Regions from separate parts of the Mus musculus genome. Here region 1 is linked to region 2. A link is a contact called in public promoter capture Hi-C data. All regions are on one chromosome and are shown on one strand. The core of a region is the stretch at or near the end of the contact, and the rest is flanking DNA. Distances in the headings are between cores, read along the strand shown. Region 1 holds the start of Decr2 (2-4-dienoyl-Coenzyme A reductase 2, peroxisomal). Region 2 holds the start of Tedc2 (tubulin epsilon and delta complex 2).

Region 1 (6,169 bases), core at 3,214-5,713, 1.9 Mb after region 2:
TTTGCTTATTATTAATTAATTAATTAATTAATTCCGAGGCAGGGTCTCTTTATGTAACTCTGGCTGTCTTGGAACTTACTAGGTAGAGCAAGCTGGCCTCATACTTAGAGCCCCTCCTGCCTCTGCCCCTGAGTGCTTAGATTAAAGTCATGTGCCACCACACCTGGAGAGCCAGCCCATACTTTTATTTTAACATGTATTTAGTTTGTATGTATGTACACATGTATGTATGATGTGTGTGGGTGTGCATGTGCCACGGCATACATGTAGGGGACAAAGGATGACCTGTGCTAGTGAATCCAGTCCTTCCACCACATGGTTCCAGGGACAGGACTCAGACCTAAGCTGCTGAGCCATCTCCCCATTCCATGGTTTTGTTGTTACTGCTGTTTTTTGTTTTGTTTTGTTTGTTTAAGACATGGTTTATGTAGCCCTGGCTTTCCTGGAACTCACTCTGTAAACCAGGCTGGCCTTGAACATAGAGATTCACCTGCCTCTGCCTAAGTGCTGGAGTTAAAGGCATACCACCATTGCCAGGCTAGCCCACTTTTTAATTTTTTAATTTATTTATTTTTATCTATGTGATGGTGTCAGATCTGGGCATTTCAGATAGTTGTGAGCTGCCATGTGAGTCCTGGGAATTGAACACCCAGGTCCTCTGAAAGAGCAATCAGTGTTCTTTTTGTTTGTTTGTTTTGTTTTGTTTTGTTTTGTTTTGTTTTGTTTTTCAAGACAGGGTTTCTCTGTATAGCCCTGGCTGTCCTGGAACTCACTCTGAAGACCAGGCTGGCCTCGAACTCAGAAATCTGCCTGCCCCTGCCTCCCGAGTGCTGGGATTAAAGGTGTGCGCCACCACCGCCCGGCTTAAATTTATTAGGCAGGCGGATTTCCGAGTTCGAGGCTAGCCTGGTCTACATAGTGAGTTCCAGGACAGCCAGGGCTACACAGAGAAACCCTGTCTCGAAAAAAAACAAAAAAAAATTTATTAGATATTTTCTTCATTTACATTTCAAATGCTGTCCCGAAAGTCCCCTATGCCCTCCCCCTGCCCTGCTCCCCAACCCACCCATTCCTGCTTCCTGGCCCTGACATTCCCCTGTACTGGGGCATAGAATCTTTGCTAGACCAAGGGGCCTCTCTTCCCATTGTTTTTTTAAAGTAGAAATTTCAGTACATGCCGGGCGTGGTGGCACACGCCTTTATTCCCAGCACTCGGGAGGCAGAGGCAGGCAGATTTCTGAGTTCCAGGCCAGCCTGGTCTACAGAGTGAGTTCCAGGACAGCCAGGGCTATACAGAGAAATCCTGTCTTGAAAAACCAAAAAAAAAAAAAAAATTCAGTACACAAAACACCCTGTATGTGACTTAGTCATGTCCAGAGGACATCCAGGGTAGCTTAGAGTTTGCTGACCTGTGTGACGTAGGAAACAGTCCAGGGCAGAGCATACTCTAGATTGTCCTAATTGAAAGGTCACAGCTGGGCCAGAACCGATTGTGAGGCGATAGTTCAACCAAGACAAACACCTAGGCTCTGTCACATCACTGCCCTTGGACCAGAGTTCTGGAGCTTCCGGACGGCACTTCTAACCTATCAGCAGACTCTGGCCTCACTAAGCCACACTCACAGTTAATGAGGATGTTGATTTTGCCAAATTCTTGCAGCGCTTGATCCACAGCAGTCATGACCTCTGGGGGAACTCGGACATCCATAGACAGAGGGAGGCACCGCTTTCCGGTGGCAGCAACCAACTTCTTAGCAGCCTAGACAGCAGAGAGAAAGAGAGCTGGATGACAGCTTAAGCCCAGAGTAGCAGCCTCAGCCTGGAGAAGCATTTTCAGCCCAGAGAAGCAGCCTTAGCCTGGAAAAGCAGCCTCAGCCTGAAGAAGCACACCCTTAAGAACTTCATGGGAATGACTCATCTACATTACATTAGGACCCCAAGTTTGTTGGGGTACCTGCCAGGGAGACTTAGCTTGAAAATAGCGACATCCTGGGTCCAGACCCCTGGTGGATGTTGGTAAGACAGCCTGCATTCTCTATAATCTGTCACCCATCCCAGACCCCACCTTCTGCCTACATTCCGCCTGGCCTGGAGGGTAGATGGCTGGAGTGATGGCCTTTAACACTGACGGTCCTACTGAGCCATTCTGGAACCAGACAACTTCTAAAAACATGACCCAATAACCAAACTTCTAAAAAAAAAAAGTCCAGGGGATCTCTGAGACTCCATTTCCACTGAGCTCCTCTGCTCAAGAAGAGACAGATTTTGTTCTGTTTCTATCCTCTGGGTCTCAGGACTCCTCCCCACAGCTTTCTTCTCACCGTGGTCACTTTCTGCAGACTCCTGCCGACGATGACAGTGTGGCAGCCATGCCTATAAAACCAGATAGTAGGCCTGAGAAGAAAAGATGAGGGACAAACCCTGGGGGGCTCCCAGCAAGCACTACTCCAGAAGGAACTCCCCCAAGTTTCTTAGTTTCTTGGCCTGACCGGCAGCAGGCACAACTGTGTAAGTCTAGACAGACTTCTGGATGCCATGGCTGCCCACTCCTAGGTGTCTGTGGTGTGTCTCTGGCTTGGGGTACCCTGCCTCAGATACCATGTACATGGCAGAGAGGGTGTAGTGGGATACTGGTGTCAATCCCATATCTGTGCAGGGCCCTGCTGGGACACTGGAGTGAAGAACAGGAGCCCATTTTGAGAGGGGGAGCCACCCGGTGACAACAGTGTCTATGACCTGCTCCACAGGTTTTCATAGAAGCTACACCAGCTTATTTAATCTTCCCGACTCTGAATAGACAGGGCTTTGTTCTACTAGAAGAAACTTCATAAAGCCACCAGCTCTGAATAATAATCTACTACTTGGAGCCTCAGTCGATTCTTGTGGGACTCACGTCCAGTTGTGAAAAGCTGAGTGCTGGGGAAGACTGGAGAAGGGTTCTTCTACCTCCACCTCCACAATTCTGAGCCTCCACCAGCTTTGGTATCGAGCTGCTAATCCTCTCAATGAGGTCACAAAACCTGTGTCCAAGGGACACTCTTCTCCCACATCAGCAGCACCCCGTCAACGTACGAGGCTGTGAGGCTAGTCACACACAGTCTCAACTAATTCTAGGAGACCACAAAGGTCCTGACCTCTCCCCAAGACAGCATTCAACCACTCCCCCAAATCCACCAAGATCCAGACAAAGGGACGTAAGGTGGCAGGAAGGGTTCCGGTAGTGTGTACCTCATGAAAATCTCTGCGATCCGGAAGCCAATCCCAGAACCACCACCTGTGATAAAGGCCACTTTGTCCCTTCAAAAACAAGAAAATGTAGTCATTTTTAAATATTTATTTGTTTTACCAGTATGAGTGTTTTGCCTGTGTGCCTACAGAGAGTTGAGTCCTCGTGTGGATGCTGGGAACCAATGCTGGGTCTCCTGCAAGAACAGTAAGTGCTCTGAACTTATTCAGCCATCTCTCTAGTCCCTAAACTCTTCTTTGAAAACCATGTTTTAGCTTGATGGGGGATGCATGCCTGTAATTCCAGCCTGTGAGAAGTGGAGACAGGGGGACCAAGAATTAAAAGCCAGCCTGGTCTACAGAGAGAGTTCTAGGACAGCCAGGGCTTCACAGAGAAACCTCATCTCGAAGAGCTTTAGATAGATAGATCTCTGTTAACTCAAGCTCAAATAGATAAGCGGCCCGTGGAGAACTTTCACTCCATGAACTTCTACCCAGTTTCGCTATGAAGGAAAACATGCTCCTGCTAAACAGGTACTCAATGAATTTGCAAGACATAAATCCCCAGCCATAAAACTGCAATCTTTAAAGTCGGTTATTTTTAGGCTCCCTAGAAGTTCGGAGGTGAAGGAGTTTATTTAGCCTAAAATTTTCTGCGTAGTAAGTTACCAAGAGAGACTTGTTTTCAAAAGTGAGCAAGCGCCGGGCGTGGTGTCGCACGCCTTTAATTCCAGCACTCGGGAGGCAGAGGCAGGCGGATTTCTGAGTTCGAGGCTAGCCTGGTCTACAAAGTGACTTCCAGGACAGCCAAGGCTATACAGAGAAACCCTGTCTCTAAAACAAAACAAAACAAAGTGAGCAGCTTCCACCCTCAGTCCCTCATCCCATTCTTCCAGAACCCCAAGAAACTTCAGGTCTACGATTGCCCAGGAACGGAGTACTGAGCATCTGTCCTCTGTGATGTCACATCCAGTGGCAGATTCGTTAAACCCTGTGCCCCAAGTCTGGATCGCCCCCTGGTTCCCTGCTTTAGCTCACTGGAGAAGATCCGGGCAGAAGAGATGGTGGTATTCAGGAAGACAGTCATCCCCCTCAACGTCGGGCGGCGGCTGGGCCATGATTGCTGCGTGTCCGGGATGGCAAGGACAGTGGAACCAGGAACCAGATCTACCTTTCCAACGCAAAACGCAGCGTTCTGCAGGTTGCTCGCTCCGCCCAGAAAGATCCAGGACCAAAGTTCTGCCCCCACATCAAGCCGCCCATCAGACGGGGGTGGGACAGGGGCGCCCCACCCCAAAAAGGTGCCTGGGCCCTTCAAGCCTTCCTATCACAGACCCTCCCGCAACTCCCAGCCTCCAGCCCTTCCCACTCGACCAGGCGGACACCCCGCCCTCGGTGGCGCGCAGCCTGCTGGGACTGAGAATGGGAGGAGGCACTGATACAGAGGCCCAGAGACGCTCCAGCCAGTTAAATGCCCGGTTCCTTTCCCAGTTGGTGTCTGTGCAGCCACTTAGTCCATATACCCAAGCTGGCCGGGCTGCGTGCTATCAGCTGTGGAAGTCGGAACTCCAGATGAACACCGCTCTTGGACACTACCTCCCAGTGCAGAGAATCTGGAGCTTGCAAACCCAATAGCTCCCTCTCGTGGCTAACCCGGGTGGAAAGTCCAGAGTGAACCTCTTGCTGGCTGGCAAGAATCACTGCACTGAAACTCAGAGAACCAAGAACTGGGTTCCATTGTCTAGATGTCAAAGAGTGAAATGACTTATCAAATTAGCCACAGAAGCTGTCATGATGTACCTGCAACTGAATCAGTGACTCTGGGATCCGGGGTGAGATGTGACTTACATGTGTCAATGTGAACATAAATGGACATCAGGCCGTGGTGGTCATCATGGACAGCATCAGGTCGGGAGTGGAGGATACTCTTTTGTGCCTGGGTTGCATTGAGGGAGAGATGAGAGTAGCCCTTGGAGTGTTAGGCTCTGCTGTTCCAACTTCAGGAGACCTGATACACAATACCCACAAAGACTGGTGTGTACTCCTACTGAAGGCTCGCTCACTGGGCCTTGAAGAAGCCTCAGGTCCGGTCTATTCTTTACTGCCATCCTCAGACAAATCAGATGGGCAGGAGCTATACCAGCGCCCGCAAAAGAACCCCAATTGGATTCTCAATTTCATGGGCCCTGGATTCTTGCTTGGTTCTTGCATTTACCCAAAGTCGAGGGATCCTTCCTTTCTTTACTCAAAGCTCTAAGCTTCAGGCCTAATGTTTTATACCATGCATAAAAACACTCATTAAAGTGCTTGAGTAAAGCAATTTCCTCCACATTTGTCATGACTATGGGACATCATGGTGCATCATTGCTCTGGTGACCTATAGCTTGGCCCTGTAGTCGTGCCAATGAAATAAGTAGAATACGGTGGTAGCTGGGACTAGGGGAGTAGTAATCCAGGATCGGCATTATACACTGGCCTTAACTCCTCACCTAGGACTTTCTACTCCCCTGTAGGAGGTAGGTAAACTGAAAGCAGGATCCCATCAGGCTTGCTGTCACTGCCCATGCTGGGGGCAGGGGGACCTTTCAGTGACTCGGCTGTCCTGAGGTCACCCATGTTTCTGTGGCCAATCTCTCATCCACGGTCCCATAAGCCAGTCCAACGAACTCATGGGTTCACCAACTGGAAATGGTTGGAATTGTTACTCTAGTCTGTTATTGGTGCCCTAGAGGGGGTGAACAAGCATTTGTTCATATCTCCCAGGAAAGGTCACACAGTGCTGAGATAGCAGAACTAGTAAGTAGACCATTTCCATTTTAAGCATAAAATTTTAATGTCTCTCCTTTGAGGCAGGTGAAGTCACCTTTGACAATGCCCCAAAGGTTGTCTGGCACTTTTGTACACAAGGACATGGTCCAATATTGTATTGACTTAGGATACAAAA
Region 2 (5,732 bases), core at 1,186-3,685:
AACCTAGAGATATTGTCCAAAACAAGGGGGCAGCAGAGATCTTTCCAGGCACAGTACAAACATGTGAGAGGAGCCACTGTTTGACCACACAGCACTTCTATAAAACAGGGCCCATTACTGTGATTCCAGAAGGAAGACAGTCTGGAATTTGTAGACTAAGTGTCTACATTCAGCCCTTAAGACTGGGGCTGGAGACAGCAGTTAAGAGCACACGGTGGTCCTTTAATAGAGGACCTGAGTTCAGATCCCAGCATGGACTCGGGCAGCTCACAACCACTGTGACTGCAGATCCAGGCACCCCGACTCCCCTCTCCTGGTGACATGCTCACCCAAACACACACGCACGCTACGTTAAAACAAGAAGGACGTGCCAGGCAGTGGTGACGCACACCTTTAATGCCAGCCCTTGGGAGGCAGAGGCAGGCGGATTTCTAAGTTTGAGGCCAGTCTGGTCTACAGAGTGAGTTCCAGGACAGCCAGGTTTACACAGAGAAACCCTGTCTCAAAAAACCAAAAAAAAAAAAAAAAAGAGAGAGAGAGAGAGAGAGAGAGAGAGGAAGGAGGAGGGAGAGGAGGAGGAGGAGGAGGAGGAGGAGGAAACAGACAAAAGGTTGCTTGGTTTAACTGGGAACTTCAAAGCCTCAGCATGCACAGGGATTAGTGAGTGCAGAAGCAGAGAGACCTCCCCTTCCCAATGTTTGCAATGTTTTCCTGTCTCTGTCACCACTCAGCCTTACCAGGAATTCCGAGACACTGCCTTCCTGAAGTCCTCAGGTAGCTGCAGGAGAGTCCTGTGAGAGAGAGAAGCCAATGCTAAGAGCAGTCTCCTCACATTCTAGGGCTGTCATTCTTTTTGTTATTGTTGTTTTGTTTTGCTTTTTTTCTGAGACAGGGTTTCTCTGTGTAGCCCTGGCTGTCCTGAAACTCACTCTGTAGACCAGGCTGGCCCCGAACTCAGAAATCTGCCTGCCTCTGCCTCCCGAGTGCTGGGATTAAAGGCGTGGGCCACCAAGCCCGGCATTAGGACTGTCATTCTTACTCATGGCTCAGAACCCATTGGGGCGAACCTTCTCACCTCCTCTCCTTTAACAGCTTAATTCTGACAAGCTTTTTGAAAACGGCTTCTGGAGGAGGGTGGGTGCTCGCCCAGTCCAGAGAGCTCATGGGCTGGTTAGGCTCCAGAACGACAAACCTGATACCATCCCAACCCTGTTCTGCCCTGTTTGCTTCAGTGCATGACCCTTACGGGTCGGCACCAGGGGCTTCCTCAACCAGCTCAATGCCCTGTCAGGATACGAGCGTCTGGGAAGCTTACCCCTTCTCCTTTAATGCGAAGAGTTCTGTGGTGTGATGAGCAGATGACGGGGTCATTTGTTGGTCCCTGAGGTCTGGTCCATACCCAGTAGTTTGGTCTTGTGTTCTTACATGGGTCTTATCACCCTTTGATCGTAGTCTGTGCTCAGGGTAATCCTTGGGAGGGGCTGTGGCCCGCTGTATACCCTTGGTGGATCTTGTACCCAATACACGGCTGCCACCCCGGCTGGGAGCCCGAGGATGGGAGGCGGCAGCGGCACCAGAAGTGGCTGCCTTAGATGTCAGAGTGGGGGTTCTGTCTCTTTGTCCAGCATTGGACACGCCTTTCCTCACACGTACAGCCTTCTCCAGAGCCTGGGTCAAAAGTTCCAGCTCCTCGAGATCTTGAGAACTCGGTGCACATGCTATGAACGTCAAGAACCATGCAAGAATTCCTCCTCACTGTCCCAGGATGGATTCCCCCATGACAGCAAGCCAGAGAAAGGCCAGGGACAGCACCCATAAAAAGCAGCTAACGTTTACCTGGACTTGGGTCCTCTTCTTTGGTTTCTGGAACTGGAGATGGGGTCCTGGCTGGTTCCCTGCAAAGACAGGGCAGCCATGGTATGGTCCAAACATTCTATCCCTAAGCAGATTCCCAGCCTCAGACCCTGGATAAGGGGTAAGGATAGCAATGGCAACCGGAGTCTAAAAGCATGCATTTGTATTTGGCCTTCTAGGCCCTGGGACTCTGCATAATCCTGATGGTCCGAGGAGGGACTGGCCAGGAGGTCCTGGGTCCGCGTACCAGACCTGCAGCAGCCTCCTGGAAACGCGCAGGCTCCGCTCCAACTGCCGCTGCCGATCGGCGCAGGAGTCCAAGGCGCCCTGCAGCTCCGCTACCAGCCTGAGGACAGGTACTATGTGAGCCTCCGAACCTCGCTCCCGTCCGCCCAATTCCCTTCCGTTGCACGAGACCCACCGGTGAGCGCAGTCTGCGGGTAGTAGGTAGTTTCCTTTAACACCAAGCATTTTTGCCGCCGCCAAGGAGTCCCGCGCCTTCCGGGCAGAAGGCCGCCCACTTCCGGGTAGGCTACCCAATCTTGAGCACAGCTTGCAAGTCCAGCTCCAAAACGCGAATCCATCTCAAGCTCCACCCATCATCCCAGACTCCGCCCTAACCCCTCCCACGGGAGGACGCAAAGGCTCTGTTGGAACCTGGACAGTGCCACTGTAGATAAGATAGCTTCTGATTTGGCTAATCAGATAATGCTCTTCTGACAGGGCATCCGTGACCCTCTAAAGTTTGGTTTTTTGTCTTAACCAGGTTTTGCCGAACCTACTTTGAAAGCAGAGATAAGCGGTCTTGCTGACTCCAGGATGACTTAGCAATCAAGCATATGGCCAGAAGACAATGCTAGAACTGGGTCAAGGAACATCTTAGGAATGTCAGGCGCCAGACGTGAACAATGAAGCCCAGGGAATCTGGAGCATGTGGCACTTAGAATAGGTCTGCTAAGCTGCTCTACGTCATGGAAGGTTGTGCAAGAGACAGAGGAGTGTCAGATAGTAGATAGATAGGCGGAGGGGAGGCTGAAGCCCAGAGAATGGCCAGGAGGCCGTAGATAGGACACATGCAAACACAGCAGCTAAGGGTCAGAGCAATGGTCTTTGCCCTCAAAGATCTACCAAGCTAGGCCAGCTTGTCAATACATGGTTAATATTGACTTGTTTGGCATAGATTATCAGTACATTATGTTCTCCATCAAGTCAGTTTGTGCAATCTCATGTAGTCTCAGCTGGCCTTCAATTCACTATGTATCTGATGACCTTGAACTCATGACCTTCCTGTCTCCATTTCAATTATTTTTTACTTTTATCTTTTTTGGTTTTTCGAGACAGGGTTTCTCTGTGTAGCCCTGGATGTCCTGGAACTCACTTTGTAGACCAGGTTAGCCTCCAACTCTGAGATCCACCTGCCTCTGCCTCCCAAGTGCTGGGATTAAAGGTGTGTGCCACCACTGCCCGGCCCAATTATTTCCTAATTAAAAAACTTGTATGTCAACGTACAACTTGCATGCCTAGTGCCCAAGGAGGCCTGAAGAGGGAACTGGATCTTCTGAAATTGGAGTTATAGATGGTTGAGTGGGTTTGTGGATCTGAATTCAGGTCCTCTGGTCAAGCAGCAAATGCTACAAACCAATGAGCTGCCTCTGCAGCCTCCTTCTCCCACCTCTTAGAAGCCTGCCACTAGACACAGCTTTTCCATTTGTTTCTACGGTGAAAAATGTGCTTGGCTGCTGAAAGAAATGAGGACAGGGAACAGTGCTCAGCAGTACTGGTGATATAAATTATTAGTTCTAGAGCCCAAGAAGTAAGGTAACCCTGGTTGTTTCTGTACAAAAAGAGCAAGAAAGTTAGCCCAGTGTCAAGTGGGAAAGGGGCTGAGATCTAGGCAGTTCCACTGTCATATTTGGGATAGAAGATGGGCACCCCTACTTACACTGGGCCTCCAGTAGCCCAGGGAAACTTAAGACCTGTGGAGACTAAGACTTCATAGAAGTCAGAGGGACCCAGGTGTGTGCCTAGAGTAATTGTTTCCTACCGGTGCAGGCTGGAAGTGGGCTGAGATCTTCTTGTGTGTGTGAATCTATATATTTGTATGCCACATGTAGACCTGGTGGCCACAGAGGTGAGATACCTTCCAACTGGAATTTAAGGTGACTCTGAACCATCATGTGGGTGCTAGGAAGCAAACCCAGGTCCTCTCCACAGGTAACAAGTACTCTTACAGGGAGCCATTCGGGAACCATGAACAAGATGGGAGGAAAGGGATAATTACCACTCATGCATTTAATCCTCACGGCATTCCTGTGAGGTAGGCATTACTGTCCCCTCTCATGGGAGGAGGCTGACGCATCCCAGGTTAACACTCAGAGGTGTAGGACAACAACCAAAATGCCTCGGCAGGGTGGTCAGAATGCTGCTAACAGTAGTAAAAAAGAGCTGCCATAGGGATGGAACAGAAAACAGAGAGCTAATGGGTTTGTACTTGTTCAAGGGTATCTGGGGCACTCCTGGTACTTTCTTCAGGGGTCAGCATATCTGCGCAGGCTTCAGCAGACACCCCAGGTGTTGAGGACAGCTGCCTCATAAATCACAAGGCAAAGCATTCGCTGACATGCTCAAAGGGACCAGACCCTGCTGGTTTCTCCCCACGGAATCCAGCCACAAACCCAGCAACTCTTCTGACTTCTCGCTCTCCTGCATCTTTGTGGCCTTGGGGATTACAAGTGATTGTTTATGGTGATCCTCTAGAAAGATTCGTTTTTCACAAGGAAAGAACATATGGCTAGAACCAAGGGGTGGGAGTAGGAGTTTCCGGTTCTGAGGTCAGATGACCCAGGCCCCGTTGACTTGGAGCTTCGGGTCCTCTTGCAGTCCTTCTGCCTGCCGGGACAGTCGGGAGAGGCACTGTGCAGGACTAGATTTTTTCTTTTTTCAGTTGAAGCACAGTAATATTGGGGATCTGTTATCTTTTTATTCAATACCCTCTATTTCAAATGCTTCCTTTTGTTCCCCATTAGAAGAAATGTAGAAATAAAGACAGGCAAAGAATGGCCTTGAAATTCAGTGCAGAGATACGGTCACATGGATACAATGGGACACAGACAAACCACTTTGGGAGGGACAGGGATGCCTGCAACTCCAGCTTTAAGGGCCTCACACACCATTAGGCTACAGTCAACACTGATATGCAGGGACACAGGCTCCCTAGGCTGAAGGGGTGTGGGAGGAGAGTGCTGTCTTCACTTGAGAGCTCCCCACTGGTCTAAAACAAGACTTGCCAGCAAGGGTTTGAACTGTGTTAGGCCACCTGGGCCGCTAGTATTCCAAGGAGGCTGTCAGCTCCTGGCCTCAGAAAGTGAATGCCAACACAGAGGCTCATGCTCCCGGAGACAACAGGACACAGAAGGGTAGACAGGGATGGGTTTCACAGGTGCGCATGACAGCTGGGTGGCTGCTGTCCAACACGTAGAGGCTGAGCTGGTCACTGAGCTCAGTGTCCTGACAGCTTGCACTGAACTCCCCTAAGGATCTACACAGTACCCATAGGCAGTGTCCTAGAGAAACAGCAGCCCTCCCTCAGTAAACATTCACCATAGTGAAGGCTAACACACTCCGAGCTTCAGGAAGCCAGGTGCATGTCCTTGTCACTGTGTACAGACAGGTTTTGGCGCTTTACAGGCTGCTGGTGAACACCGCTCTCTGGGGAGTTTGGGGGACGACACTGTAAACATGACTTCTTGGCCTGATGGTGGCAAGGCTTTGTGCTTGAGTGGCTGCCCACAGAGAGCACTGAGGTAGATTGCGGAGAGCCCCCCATGCCACCATCCAGGGAGCTTATGGGACTCGAGCTGCTAACAGAGGAGTATCCT

Evidence for each region. Promoter capture Hi-C pulls out the DNA fragments that hold promoters and counts their contacts.
Region 1: a promoter capture Hi-C map of liver shows a contact between it and region 2, with 2.5 times the contacts expected there. The contact joins the promoter of Decr2 here to the promoter of Tedc2 in region 2. A contact is called at or near these places in 2 of 39 promoter capture datasets (liver and pre-B cells) and 1 of 9 other capture datasets (adipose tissue).

The regions. Positions count from the first base shown.
Region 1 is chr17:26,085,701-26,091,869 of GRCm38.p6, forward strand. Decr2 (2-4-dienoyl-Coenzyme A reductase 2, peroxisomal) reads right to left here and starts at 4,464. Exons shown (of 9, transcript NM_011933.2): 1 at 4,264-4,464; 2 at 3,229-3,297; 3 at 2,322-2,373; 4 at 1,624-1,759. The coding sequence starts at 4,343. It overlaps Nme4 (NME/NM23 nucleoside diphosphate kinase 4), which reads right to left. Exons shown (of 5, transcript NM_019731.1): 5 at 6,045-6,169.
Region 2 is chr17:24,218,416-24,224,147 of GRCm38.p6, forward strand. It overlaps Tedc2 (tubulin epsilon and delta complex 2), which reads right to left and starts at 2,436. Exons shown (of 10, transcript NM_028056.2): 1 at 2,276-2,436; 2 at 2,102-2,200; 3 at 1,837-1,895; 4 at 1,316-1,718; 5 at 738-791. The coding sequence starts at 2,325. It overlaps Ccnf (cyclin F), which reads right to left. Exons shown (of 17, transcript NM_007634.4): 17 at 4,817-5,732. The coding sequence ends at 5,483.